Regions from separate parts of the Zea mays genome. Here region 1 is linked to region 2. The links are chromatin contacts, called in public Hi-C maps. All regions are on one chromosome and are shown on one strand. The core of a region is the stretch at or near the end of the contact, and the rest is flanking DNA. Distances in the headings are between cores, read along the strand shown.

The links. Hi-C and Micro-C count contacts between places; a contact is called where the count stands out from the background.
Region 1: a Hi-C map of ear shows a contact between it and region 2, with 2.9 times the contacts expected there. The contact joins the promoter of LOC100191423 here to the promoter of LOC100501311 in region 2. A contact is called at or near these places in 3 of 25 Hi-C or Micro-C datasets (ear, leaf and tassel).

What each region holds. Positions count from the first base shown.
Region 1 is chr7:149,347,695-149,354,425 of Zm-B73-REFERENCE-NAM-5.0, forward strand. LOC100191423 reads left to right here and starts at 2,266. Exons shown (of 14, transcript NM_001136856.2): 1 at 2,266-2,582; 2 at 3,659-3,792; 3 at 3,914-4,066; 4 at 4,151-4,262; 5 at 4,948-5,284; 6 at 5,453-5,666; 7 at 5,797-5,886; 8 at 6,083-6,338; 9 at 6,462-6,574. The coding sequence starts at 2,327.
Region 2 is chr7:149,208,126-149,215,569 of Zm-B73-REFERENCE-NAM-5.0, forward strand. It overlaps LOC100501311 (Late embryogenesis abundant (LEA) hydroxyproline-rich glycoprotein family), which reads right to left and starts at 2,780. Exons shown (of 1, transcript NM_001196063.2): 1 at 2,001-2,780. The coding sequence starts at 2,750. The coding sequence ends at 2,091.

The DNA of each region.
Region 1 (6,731 bases), core at 1,016-3,515, 140 kb after region 2:
CGTTATCTCCTAACTCAACCTCGTGGGAAGGAAAATTTGCGGTACTAGATTTATCAAATGCACGTACTAGTCTCTTAAGATCGCTTTGCATACCCCCTATGATGTTCTGCATTTGTTCACGCTGATTTTCTACATAATTTCTAAGAGATTGCAGATCGTTGGTATTACTTACATTGGGGATATCTGGCGTGGGTTGGAGCGAAGCCGGATCCGTCGCCCGATGTCGGACGACCTTGTTGTTCCTGTCCACTTTGAAGTTGGCCAAGAACTTTGCTTTCGCCTCCTGGATCATCCGCTCCTTGTGCTCCTCGAACTGGAGCTGCTCGTCAGCCGGCAAGGTTTCCCAAGTCGGCTCTATAATGTTGCTTGGAGAAATATCAGAGCTATCCCTTGAACCGGCCATTGAGGGCCGATTTGATGAGCTTAGATATGTCTTCCCCAGCGGAGTCGCCAAAAGTATGTTGACGCCTTTTTGGAGCGCCAAACACTCAACAAGAACCGTGGCGGTGCCTTCTGCACAGGGGCGGACGGTTCGCGCGCAGGGGCCGGACAGTCCGTGGCCTGGTGCGAGGCGCGGTGGTGCTCTCTGCGCAAGGGCGGACTGTCCGCGGCCTGGGGCCGGACGGTCCGCGGCCTGGTGCGCGGCTGGGACTTCTGCCTGACGGCCGGACGGTCCGCGCCCTGGGGCCGGACGGTCCGCACGTACGCAGGGACGGCGGAAGATCGCCGACGGCGCCTGGATCTCGCTCCCGGGAGGGACCCCGTCGGGGAGTAGAGATCCTAGGTGGTGTCTAGGCTCGGGCAGGCCGACCTAGACTCCTCTAATCGACGTAGAGTCGAGGAGAGGCGGAGAATTTGGGGATTGGGAGGCTAAACCTAAACTAGACTAGAACTACTCCTAGGATAAAATGCGAATAAAAGTTGTATTGATTTGATTGTTGATGATTACAAATCGGCCGTAGACCTCTCTATTTATAGAGGAAGGGGGCTGGACCCTTTACACAACTGATTCCGAGCTAATCCCGCGAATATAGCTAACCACCGTAGCACAAAACTCGGAACCCTAATCTGTTCTGCGCACGCGCGGACCGTCCGGCCCACAGGCGCGGACCGTCCGGCCTCAGGGCCGGACAGTCCGCCGGCTCAATTCTGGTTCGAACAGCACCCTTAATAGCTTGGTGCCTTGGTAGTTGAAACATTAGGATCTGTTCAAACATTATTTTTGTGATTTTTGGACCGTCTGAAGCGTGGCGGACTCCGTTGCTTGCTTGTTGCCTTCAGTGTTCAGTCGGACCGTCTGGTGCCTCGGAAGTAGAGAGTCTGCCGCATGTGCCGTGGAGGTGCTGACACAAGTGTGGTTTTGACGTTAAGAAGTCGTAGAAGGATAAACATCCTCGGAGATAACACAATGACAAACATCCAGTCAATGCATGGAGAGAACTTAGGGGCAAGACTCCAGCTGCTGTTGATTTGCTGAAGTCTTTATCTTATTATGAGAAAGAAACTTGCACATGGTTTCCATGAGACACAAACCCTGTGCTATCAGTCGGGATTCCGAGCATTACAGGAATAATATTTATTTTTGACGTGAAAATTACCGTGACTTGTCGGTCGTGAGTACTTTATAAGTTGCATATAGCGTTCAGGCTTCAGGGGAGAGATGTTGGCAAGCACCGGGGATCCTGCTGTGCCCGGACCACGGAGGAAGCTATTGCAATACTAACTTCAATTGAACTCTGTTTATGATATCCCATGTGGCAAACATGATTCAGTTCAATCTCCGAATAGAACTTCGCTATGAGAATGGGTTTGCCGAGGATTTTTCGACAATAAATTTATAGACAATGCACAAATCTTCGTGTCTACCGTTTATTTAGCTTCAGCGGTCTCGTGATCGACTTACAATCTGTTGCGGACCCGGGGACCATAGCCCAGTTCAAGCACAATCTACCCCAGTCTACTGGACAAAACTGCAGAAAATCTTCTCTTGTAGCCCGGTATGAGCAGAGCATAGGTTGGGTCTGTGCCGGGCCGGACCGGCAGGCCGTTTGCACATGTATAGCTGCTCTGTTGCGCGTTTCCCTGGCCTCTGCTGCGAACCTGCAGGTGCGGACTTGCGGCTGCGGCGCCCCACTGCAGCACTGCTGTACTGTACTGGCCGCAGCGTTCGCCGTCCTCCGCCACAGAAAATTCACGCACGATTCCGAGCAGCCGCCCTCCGCCACAATTTCGCCATGGGCGCGCCCTAGCCCCGCCCTTCTTATCCCCGCTCTTCCCCGCCTATGGCTGCCGCTGCTACAGCTGACGCCTCCGCGCAGCCCCTCCCATGGCTCTGCTTGCGCTACGGTTCGGGCCGCTTCTCCCTGCCCCGCCCCACCACCGTCGGGTCCTGCGGAACCGATGCCGAGTCCGGATCGTCGCCTCCAATGCCCCCACCCCCGTGAGGGACGGGGGCGCTGCCGCGGTGGTGTGGTTTAAGCATGATCTCCGCATCGACGACCACCCGGGCCTCGCCGCCGCCGTCTCGGAGCCGCGGCGCCCCGTCGTGCCGCTTTACGTCTTCGACCGACGCATCCTCGCCGGTAATGTTGGTTGTGTTGGTGCTAGACGCCCGATCCGGTTGAGTGTTGGGGGTATGGAATTTGGGAATACTGCGCGCGCTGTGATGGGGCTTTGTACCGTCTCTCGTGCATCCAACGTGGTACCAAAGCTGAAGTTGAACACTGAGCATGTATAGTATCCACTGTTAACTCAAAGTATTAATCGAGACTGTCTGCCATCACTGTGGAACTCGCTACTTGCTGATACCGTGAACTTTAGTGGGCATTAAACATGTGCATGTGCTGCTTGCTTTTCATCACAAGCTATTAGATGTTGAAACCATTTCTGCCGTGGACCGCATTGTGCTTGCTGATTGCTGCCTCTTGGGAGAAGTACTGTCACCAAAATCCCGGGCCAGAAGTGCTAAGATCACAAGTTAAGGCTGCATGCAACATCAGCCTATTGTTCTAGATTTCCTGCTACAGTGGGATCGTAACAGTGACTTATAGGACAGTGGACAGTGATTTGCACATTTTTTGTCATTGTGCTGTTGGCTTTCGTTTTGATGGTGGATAGTGCAATTGTCTAAGTTGCAGCATACTACAGACTGCACAGCAAATATGTCCATCTTTTATAGGACATCTTAAACTCACCCGTTTGCTATTTTTTCCCCTATAGTTCTGTTGGCAGAATTAAAAACTCGACCTGCGAGGGGTAAGACAGCCCCCGGGCATTGTATTAAGAAGAAGACCTTCTCACACAGGTCGAGAAAACCCCCGAACCCCTGCCCCACCCGTACACAGCGGCATCGAAGACCATGTGAGAACGACCACGACCGGGACTGAGCTTTAGACCTGTGCTTTGGCGTGGGACAGACGAGGAGTTTTTTTTTTAACCACAACCTGAAATTTGCTCCCACAGGGAGTCGAACCCAGACCTGAGGAGTGCTACTCAGACCACCTAACCAACTCAGCTAGAGGCCCTTTCGCTGTTGGCAGAATTAGGATGGGGGTTGTTAATTGTCAATGAATTGTTGGTCACCAGCCATACTTCCACACTGTTAAAACTAGTAGCATCACTGACACTAAGCATCTATATAATTCCCCCTCACTTGCAGGCTATTCAGATAAAATGCTGGAACTGCTGCTATTTGCTCTGAAAGATCTTAAGATGACGTTGAAATCTCAAGATTCTGATTTGCTCATAGGCCTGGGAAACGCTGAAGATGTTGTGCTGAAGCTTGTGAATGAGGTCACTATGCAAGGTTTATATTGATCATTGAGCTTAAGAGTTTACATGTAAGTTCACATCTGACTATCTAACATAAGTATCTTCTGCTTGCAATGTTGCATGCACTGGTGGAGCGTAACAGGTACAAGCAGGTCTCGTTTTTACAGAAGAAGAAGTTGAATATAGAGTGCGTGATGTTCTTGCCAATGTTGAATCATCTTTATCTAATGGGTCATTCTCATGGGGAAGCCCTCCCAAGATAGTGGCTTGGAGTGCCCCATTGTATGACTATAAGGTAATTTAATTACGACCTCTCTTTTTATCCTTAGTAACTTAAATATGTATGACATGCTGATAGCTGAAGTATTCATTATACTAGAATCTGGGAGCAGTACCGACATCACATGACGATTTTTTAAAGAAAAAATTACCATTGGCCACACCTCTTGCTGCGGCGACCTTGCCTGCTCTAAATTTGGAGTTAGACACAGGTGCATTTTAATTCTATTCTTTCTGGATTGTATGTTATTCAGTCAAATGTACCAGTGGTCACCAAACTTGTTCTAGGCTGTCATCTTGGTCCCCGAACTATTAATTTTCAGTTCCATGTCTATGAGCTTCCTATGCCCCAGTTTGTTTGAGCTTTTGTAGCTTTGGCTTCTCAGAAGCCAGAAGCTGAAACAAGTAGCCTGCTTCTGAGAAGTTTCTTGAGAAGCCACAAGCCTGCAAAACTGACTTTATACTACTATAAAATCAGATAAGCCCAGAAGCAGGTCTGGATGAGCTTTTCTAAGAAACCTGCTTTTGGAAAAGCTCCACCCGCAGAAACTCAAACAGACATGCAAGTGATTCTCCAGATGTCGGGAACCCGTGGTAAATCTTTTGTTGCTGGATGTTACCAAGGCATTTTATATTAACGTGGACGCTAAGTCGCTAACAAGCCGTGAACTGTAGAGAGGCCACAAGGAAGAAGATAATGCGAAGGGATGTCAAATAAGCTGGGTTTGAACCTTGGATGTTAGCAAGTTCAGGGATGTGAAACTGCAAATTAATAGTTCCAGGACTTACATGCATCTCTGGACAAGCTCAAAGATGCTGATGTATTTCACTCTGTTATTTTACCCATTTGTTTGGGCATTTTTATGTTCCCATTTAGCTTAACAATTTCTTATTCAGGTTCTCTACCCACTCTGGAAGAATTAAAATGTTTCCTGAAAGAAATAACACCAGAGGACAATTGGGCTCCTCTCAAGAGAATGCCCGCAAGATCTATCCTTAAAAGGACAATCAGTCAAAGGAAGATCAAAAGTAATGCTACATTAAGCACCATCAATGAAGAAAACATAGATGATGCTGCCACCATGGATTCTGTTGCATCAGGAAAGAGGATTATAAACTCGAAGTTTGCATCAGAGAACTCACTGGAAGTTAGTGGTGGAACAGAAATTACTTTGGATGCTTTGGCTGCTTACCTAAAATATCTTGAAGGCACAGGAAATGCTAGTTGGCAAGAGTATGTGTTACCAACTAATTTTGTCCTTCAATTAAATTCTCGCTAGGGACTTGGTCTTTCATTTTATTCATGTAACAGAGTCGTTATTAATGTATTATATGAATTCACTTGTCATATCTATTAATTCTTAGCGAGTCTTCATATTTAACCCGATTTAACTCTATCCAGGTTGCATGATAAAGTGCGTTTAGCTGAAACCAGATATGGTGCTTCATTCTACATCTTGTTTGGTCCTGCAATTCAACTTGGAGTCATATCTAGGAGGAAAGCTTACACTGAGACTATCCAATATGAAAAAGATCGCAATGCAGGTTTTCTATCACCATTTGGGTACTCAACACCTACAGTAACATCAGCAGTAGATGCTATATGTTCAATGGAGGTATTTTATTTTATTACTTTTCTATCTTGTTCTCAATATCATACCTTTTCTTCCTCTAGTGGGCTCATTTGTTATGCAAACCAAGCATCACTTTCTTTTGCCTCTAACAATCTATATGTTTACATGATAGTGGTATTGGCTCTTGGCATCAAAATCCCAAGTATGCATCGAGGGGAAATATTCTATAAGAATTTGGAGATGGAAGGGTTATCTTGTACAGGTTTTCTTCTTACTTTCTGAACTTAGCATTTAAACTTATCTATAATCACAGCATTATTTGTGCCAGTTAGTGCAAATTCCTTATTTCATTGTTTCAACCATTCATTACTGTATACTTGTGGACATTTGTCTATATATGTAGGCAAGTTTATTTATGCTGCTTACCACAAATTTCTCATTTCAACCCCCTGCTGCAGTACACCTTTCTTGGCAACGAAGGTCCACCTGTTCTTCTTGTGCATGGTTTTGGAGCTTTCCTGGAGCATTTTCGTGACAATATAGACAAGATTGCTGCTACGGGCCACCGAGTTTGGGCAATTACTCTTGTTGGCTTTGGGAAATCAGAGAAACCAAATGTCAACTATTCAGAACTTTTCTGGTCTGAACTACTGAGGGATTTTATTGTTGAAATTGTGAGGGAGCCTGTTCATCTTCTTGGCAACTCTATTGGAGGTACATGAATTATATTTTAAAATTTCTATACAGATGATGGAACTTACATTTTTTGCACATCGCCACATTAATGAAGTTATACACAATCTTGATGAAGTAATTCTCTTCCGCAAATGTTCTCAGGTTATCTCTGTGCTATTGCTGCTGGTTTATGGCCTTCTCTTGCAAAGTCTCTGGTTCTTTTAAACTCAGCTGGTTCAGTTGTTCCAAATTACTCCTTCATCCCACTGAGTGAAGTAAGCAACCAATCTTCTGTATCCTATTTTTAATTATGCTTTCTTATTTAAACCTTTTACTGAAAGCTAGGCATACCACGGTTTTATTACAAAACTAAAAATCAATGGTTTATCATAGTAATTTCCTGAGTAATAGGTTTATGCATGTGTCTGTCTC
Region 2 (7,444 bases), core at 1,530-4,029:
GGTCCATGTAATTGCATGAATAAGATAGAGACATGTGTATGCTTCTACAATTTTTCTTACTATAACAATTCTAATTATCATGAAACTACGACATGTACGAGGCAACAATTCCTTATCTATGAAAGGGTGAAATATTAGAATAAAACCTCTCCAGACAAAAAAAAGGTACGTCGTAGATTGACAATCTCATCTCATTGTTCCTAAATCTAATATGATTGCAGAGAGGCCTTCTTCACTTGATAAGAAACGACAACGGATGGATTTTACAGTAAGATCTCTTGAGTTGAGTTTGTTGTTTGAATGTTTGTAGGCATGACGTAGATGAACCATTGTGTAAGAACCATCTTCAGTATTGTAATGATAAGACTTCGAAGAGACAACTTGTTTTGGGAAATGGGATTCATCGAGATAGATTGAGATGGGTGTTATCACAAAAGACATACATGCATATAACTTTTTTAAAAAATCAGAATGCATGCAAAAGACATACATGCATATAACTTTTTAAAAAAATCAGAATGCATGCATAGAAATGACAACTCTAGTTAAAGCACATGTTTCAACGGTCATCTTTTTTTTAAAAAAGTCACTATATTTCTTCTAAATCAACTCAGCGTAAAATGTTAAAAAGCGGAGAAGAAGGTGGGTTATGTTAAAAAGCGGCGTGGCCGCCCTGATGGAACAAGGGTGGGAGACACTAGACGAAGTTGTCTAACCAGTAGAACATCATGCTTAGATGTTTATAACAATAAATATAAATTGTACATATGTATATATGATTTTTTTATAAAATAAGAAAATAATCGTGTCAGGCCGGGCCAGCACTACGGGCCGAGGCTACGACCCAAGCACCCCACGGTGCTCGTGTCAGGTTGGCCCAAACACTATTAAATGGGTCGTGCCTCGGACCGGCTCGCTAGACACGGCCCATCTGGCCAATTATACCTCCGCACGATAATGATGGTACTTGGCCCAGTTGCCACCTTCTCGTTCGTCATTCTACTTCTTTTCTCTCTCCCCTCATGCCTCCACCTTCGCACCACCACATTCTCGGCGGAGGGCGTAGGAGCATACATCTCATCCCCGTATTTGTCCGACGCTGACTCGCGCAGTGGCTATTGCACGTCCATAAGGACGTATCACATCATGCGCGCACCATCATTTTTGCCGTCTCGGACGTCCCATTCATCTTGCCGGCCTTCGCCCTGTTCTTTCTCCCCAACCTGCTGCCCCCGCCCACGGTCGCAGCCGCGAGCCGACCGACGCTCGTCGACGCGGGTACGAGGTGAGTCGGTCATGCTCTCGTGCGTGTCTTCGAGGAGAGCATGGTGGTGCCTGCCGCACTTAGGTTATCTTGACGATGGGGAGTCCAGATCTGAGATATTGGACAACCAAGACCCGTAGCGTGGCAGCAGTCGGCATAGCTATGTGGTCTTGTGTCGCTTCGGCGGGTCCAGGGCTGGGAAGACACTCGCATTATCTCGCCCTTCTCGGATTGACGCCAGGTGCGGGTGCCTCTTTGTTTGGAGCTGCTCCGGCTGGACTTCTTTCTCCACTTGCGTGCTCTCTCCCTATATATCTAGCGGTATACTACTTATGTCGCCTTCAGATGCTCAGTTCTTCGTCGTGTCCTTCTCCGGCAACGGACATGTATGTCCGCCTCTTCCCTTACCCTCCTACTCTACGAAACTTTGGAAGTGGGGGAGACGAGGGATGAGATCTCTGATTTGTTGCCTATAATACTCGTATGTTTATAAAAAATATTATGCGAAGAGCGAAGACAATTAATAAAAATATTGAGATCTTTTTAGTGGATAATTTATGTGAATATTGTTGTGAACCATCGTAACGCACGAGTAACTGACTAGTTTATTTAAAGCAGGACATTTTTGTTCTTGAAATTTTATAAAGCGTATCGAATTTGACGAGTTAGGGAACAGTAAGGCGACAAAAACTAAACGGCTCGTATAAATGTATGAATCAGCATGCGTGGACACAGAAAAATGTTTTTCCCAATTCCTTATTCTCCACCAGAATTCTGAAAATCTGATCATCTGAGCGCTCATGCATTGCGCCGATCAAGGATCAACTCAAGCGTCGACGGAGCACTTGGGGTACTCGAGCAGTGGCACGTCCCCGGCTCCGTCGTCGCCCGCGGTGGCGTCCACCCAGAGGCCGACGGTGACATCGCAGCGCAGGTATAGCCCGCGCCATCCGGTCCTGAATGGCCCGCTCATGTACTTGACCCGGCCCATGACGACGAGGCGTAGCTCCACGCGGCCCGCCGCGCAGTCGCCCTCCAGCGCTTGCGCCGCGTCTGCCGACACCGGCACGGGCACCGCGCCGCCAAGGCCGAAATGCGGCGACAGCGCCACGTCGGCGCCGCGGCCCTGTGCCACCCCGGGCAGCGGCGCGGGGGGCGCCACCATCTCCCCGCGGTACGTCACGTAGGCGAAGAGGCCGTCGTAGAACACCACGGCGCGGTCGCTCGGGTTGTGCAGCAGCGCCGTGAACCGCGCGCTCGCCGCGAGCGTGTACGGCGGCGGGGCCCGCCCCTCCGAGGAGTTCCCGGCGGCCGTGGCCATGCGGTACACGGCGACGCGCACCACGGAGGCCTGCGGCTTCAGCGGACGGAAGACGAGGTACACCGTGAGCGCGGCGGCAGCAGCGGCGAAGGCGGAGAGGAGGGCGGCGGCGACGATGCGGGCGCGGCGGCGCGAGCGGTGCATGTCGCAGAGCTGCTTCCCCATGGCTGCGCTGCGTCACGGTTTGGTTTCTTGTGCGGAGAAAGCTTTCCTTTATGCGGCGTCTGGGTCGGCGACGACGTCGTCGTTCTCTTTTTTCTTTTGCTTCGGTGTTTCGTGCACAACATCACCGCGGACATAACTGACGGCCATCTGTTGTAGCTCTGGACACTGGAGATGCCGAGAGGGTCACGGGGTAGACGTGCTGCAGAGCGTGTTGTTGCATGCAGATACAGTGCGAGGGAGCTGTGGGCTGTGGCGGAGGTAGCGGCCGCGGTTGCTCTCTGTTGAAGAAGACAGGAATCTGGATGCGCATGCGCTCTGGGTTTTGCTTTTGGCGGAAAGGCGTGGACGTGGTTACCACCCGTGGGCCGTGGTTTCCTTTCGTGGCCCGCTCTTGTCTTACGGCCCAATCTCTGGCGCTGTTTTGGAGGAGAATAAACTCAACCTTTGCTGGGCCCAACAACGGTATCTACCATCTGTCCCGAAGAAATCTCTACTCGTAAAAAAAATCACTTCTCCCCATCTTTTTTACATGTACCCGAATGTTAGCCTTTGACCATCAGATCATGTATATTGGTCATACAAAACATTGTTTTGTACTATTTATACAGTGATATTTAAAATAGAAAATACAACGAGTAACACCGCTGAAAATAGCCTTATTGTGCACATCATTTCCGAAGCACATATCAACTTCGAGTCTCATAGAGGGGGGGGGGGGGGCACCAAAGGAAGGGACCATGGGCATCACAATAATTAGGGCCTAGAGGGTGGTTGCAAAAAAAACATCACAAAATGATAGTATCAGTAACATTGCCAATGACAGTAGCAATGGAAAAGGCAAAGCTAAAGACAACCGAGAAGACGATGCAAATGCCTTAAAAGCATGTTAACGATTTAGGTGTGGGTCCCAGCAGCACTGCTCTCATAAAGCGTCACTGAAACACCTCATTAACATGTATTATGAGTATAAGAAACACCAAACTCAAAAGACTCACTTTGTCATGGCGCATATAGACCTTGAGAATAGGGATGACAACGGGCACATTTTACTCGCGTGCAAGGCGGGTAAAAATCTTATAGGGTGCGGGTTTAGGTGTGAGTCTATACCCACGGGTATGGGTGTGAGTTTCATTCTTAACCTGCCGCGTTTTTTTTCTCGTGGGCATATTATACTCGTGCCCGCAAACCTGCAATGATATATATATATATATATGGAGGAGGTAATGGAAGCCCAGGGCTTCCATTAGTATGGGAAGCCTCAGTCAGGTATGCCCACGCGCGTCCGATCGTATGCTGGTTCTGGCTCGGGCGGATTCCAGCGTAAAACGTGAGCTAAAACAACGTAAATGAGTACGAAATTTAGCGTAAATCGTATATCTGTTTCGTAACAGCAAATGGGCCCCGAAATTACGGCGTGAAAATCGCGTGCGTCCGGTCGTACGCGGGTTCTGGCTCGAATGGATTTTAGCGTAAAACGTGATCTAAAACAGCGTAAATGGTTACAAAATTTAGCGTAAATCGTATATCTGTTTCGTAAAAGCAAATGGGCCCCGAAATTACGGCGTGAAAATCATGTGCAGCCGATTGAGCGCGGGTTCTAGCTTGAATGGATTTCAGCGTAAAACGTGAACCGAAACGTTGTAAATTAGTATGAATTTTAGCGTAAATCGTATATATGTTTCGTAATAGCGAATGGAGCCCAAATTTACAACGCAAAAATCGCTCGCCATCGGTCGTGCGCGGGTTCTGGCTCAAACGGATTTAAGCATAAATTGTGAACCAAAACAACGTAAATGAGTACGAATTTTAGCGTAAATCGTTCATCTGTTTCATAATAACGAATGTAGACCCAATGTATCTCTCAGCGCACGGGGTTGTCATAAAACACATCAAGAAATTTCGTAAATTGTGTAAGATACAATAAGAAGTGATCTGAGGTAATTGTAGCGTAAAATGCAAGCTAACCATCTATAGGAGAACTGTTTCAGATTTTACAATAAGATATAAGAGATAATTATTCTTGTACTCAACTATGATAATGTCGTGTTTACATTTTAGTTGTTGGTACACACACACACAAAACTCTATTTCACCATAACACCACGGTTAGCAAAAAAACTGAGTTCAAAAGGCTCTTCCAGGTTTCCTGATGTGGAGAAAACCACCGAGGTCCATATCTGCAAACATAACATGAACTGTTAATATGATCTTTCTTTGTTAATATGATCATCTTTTCTAGCTTGTTATGACTAACATAACCTACAGTCTAAACTGAATCCAAACTTGAGTTAGAAGATCAGTTTACCAAAATAAAAATCTCTTGAGTTAGAAGATCAGATTACGACGAAAAGGTGCAAAAATACCTACCCTGCTACAATAAAACTCAACTCTCTTTTCAATTGAATCCTTAATCTAAAGCTATGCTACACTGAATCCCCTGCTTACCTAAGTTCATTGAGGAAACTGTAAATGTGTATTTGTACCTCATAACATGTTCGTTGAGGATGAAGTGGTTGATCAGGTAGTTCAAGGAAACCATGACTAACAACCCTCTTTTGTTTGTACGATGATTTCAACGTATACTCAACTTGCTGATGTCTGAAAAGACACTACTATATTTTTCTTGAAATTACACAGTGTAAAAATGATGTAGGCTACTTATCACTCAAAATCAAATTGTCAAAGTATAGTTAGTTATCATACACAGTACAATTTGACAATAAAAGAAAGGAAGCTGCATGTATGAATGAGTTTGTGTTTAGTAATTGAATCATTATTTGAATATATAAATAGGGCTAAAAATTTATGACATATATAACCTAATTTACAAAAATACAATGGACAAACTGCCAGCAAGTGAGGACATTTCTTTCTTTAATAAACTCTGTTATGCATACTTCCAATATTGCAGGACTTGAGAATCAAAGCCCTATTATGCACATATGCTGAATACAAAATTCATTCTTTTTCGTGAACCCTCCCTAACACATAGCTGTAATACATAAGTTGTCTCTACTAGGAATTGTATAACTAAAGAATAAAAAATCTTACAGTTCAAAAGGCTGGTGAGGTTGCCGAACAGCGTCGGGTGAAGCGCACCGGAGAGCAGGTTCTCCCCGAGGTCGAGCACCTGGAGGATGCCGCCGAGCGCGGAGGCCGGCGGGCACCTGGCCCTCGAAGATGTTGCGGCTGAGGTTGAGCGACATGAGCAAGGTGAGCATGGCCAGCTGCTCAGGGAACGGGTCCCATAGGCGCCGACGTTGAGGTTGAGCGACGCGAGCGAGGCACAACGCGATAGCTGCAGTGGGATGGTCTGGTTGAAGCCATGGGACGCGGGCTCAGCGCGACCAGGCCCCGCATGTGGCAGAGGGAGGAGGCGGTGAGCTCGCCCGAGAGGTCGAGGCCCTGGAGCGAGATGGAGACCGAGATGGTCGTGTTCGCAGTGGCGCTGGTGACGCAGGCGACGTGCGACTAGTTGCAGTAGGGCGTGCGACTAGTTGCAGTAGAGCGCCCGACGGGTCCTGCAGGGACGCCTTGAAGTCGAGCAGCAGCTCCTGCAGCGTCTCTGCCACCGAAGTCGGCCGCGCTGCACTGGGTGGATCTGGATCTAGGCAGAGCGGTGGTTTAAGGTGCTTCAGATCGGGGAATGGAGCTCGGCAGTGGCAGCGGCGGCGGTGGAGGTGAAGCATAAGGAGATGGCTAGTGGGAAGGTCCCATACCACCATGCCCGTGTCCTCATGGGGAGGCGTCCGCGACCAAGCCCATTCGCCCCCGTCGTGCCTGCTTACCCGCACTCGCTCACGTCTCGTGCAACCGCCGCCGCCGAAACCCTAGTCCTCTCGGGCAAAGCAGTCGCCGTGGTCGGTTTTATATGATAGTACATGAGGTTTCAGACAGTATGAAAAAATAAGCGTAAACTTGTGTACAACAAAGCATAAAAGTCCGTTGACGTTATATTGAATGGATCAGACGGTGCATCGGGCTGGTCGGATGAGGGTCAGGGCTTTCTCTAGTTAGAGAGAGCCCAGGGCTCCTAATACATAAGCTATATATATATATACACACATGTATATATATAATTATATATGTGTGTATATATTATATGTATATGTATATTTATATGTGTGTATAGATATATGTATATATAGATGATATATATAAATATATGCGTATAATTATGTGCCCGTGAGTATACCCGCGGGTCACCGATATGGGTAGCATATTATACCTGTCGCGGGTAACAGGTGCGGGTGCAGGTTTACTATTAAACCCGGTACTCTTGTGGGTTTCAAACCCGTTGCCATCCCTAATTGGGATTGAAGAGTCCCTCACTGAGCTACCTAAGAATGTTAAATAGTCTGGTCATGCCACCATAGATGTTGATGTCACCATTTATAGCAACGCCATATTAGACAATAATGATAATCTCTTGGAGTAGATTGAGTTATTAGACACTCCATAAGAGGTATGAGAGTATTACCAAATCGCTGGCAATAATGCCCCCTGTTGTAGGCTTTGGTCGAGCTATTATCATCCTCCCTAATGATACTATAATCTTCATTAAGAAGTGTAACTATATCCAAGAGCATCTTATACTCTACTCATGTTCAAATATATCCATCGTAGTGGTTCTCATGTTTCCACTGTATGTGAGGATATTGTTGAACACCTTTATATCACTACATCGAAAGGAT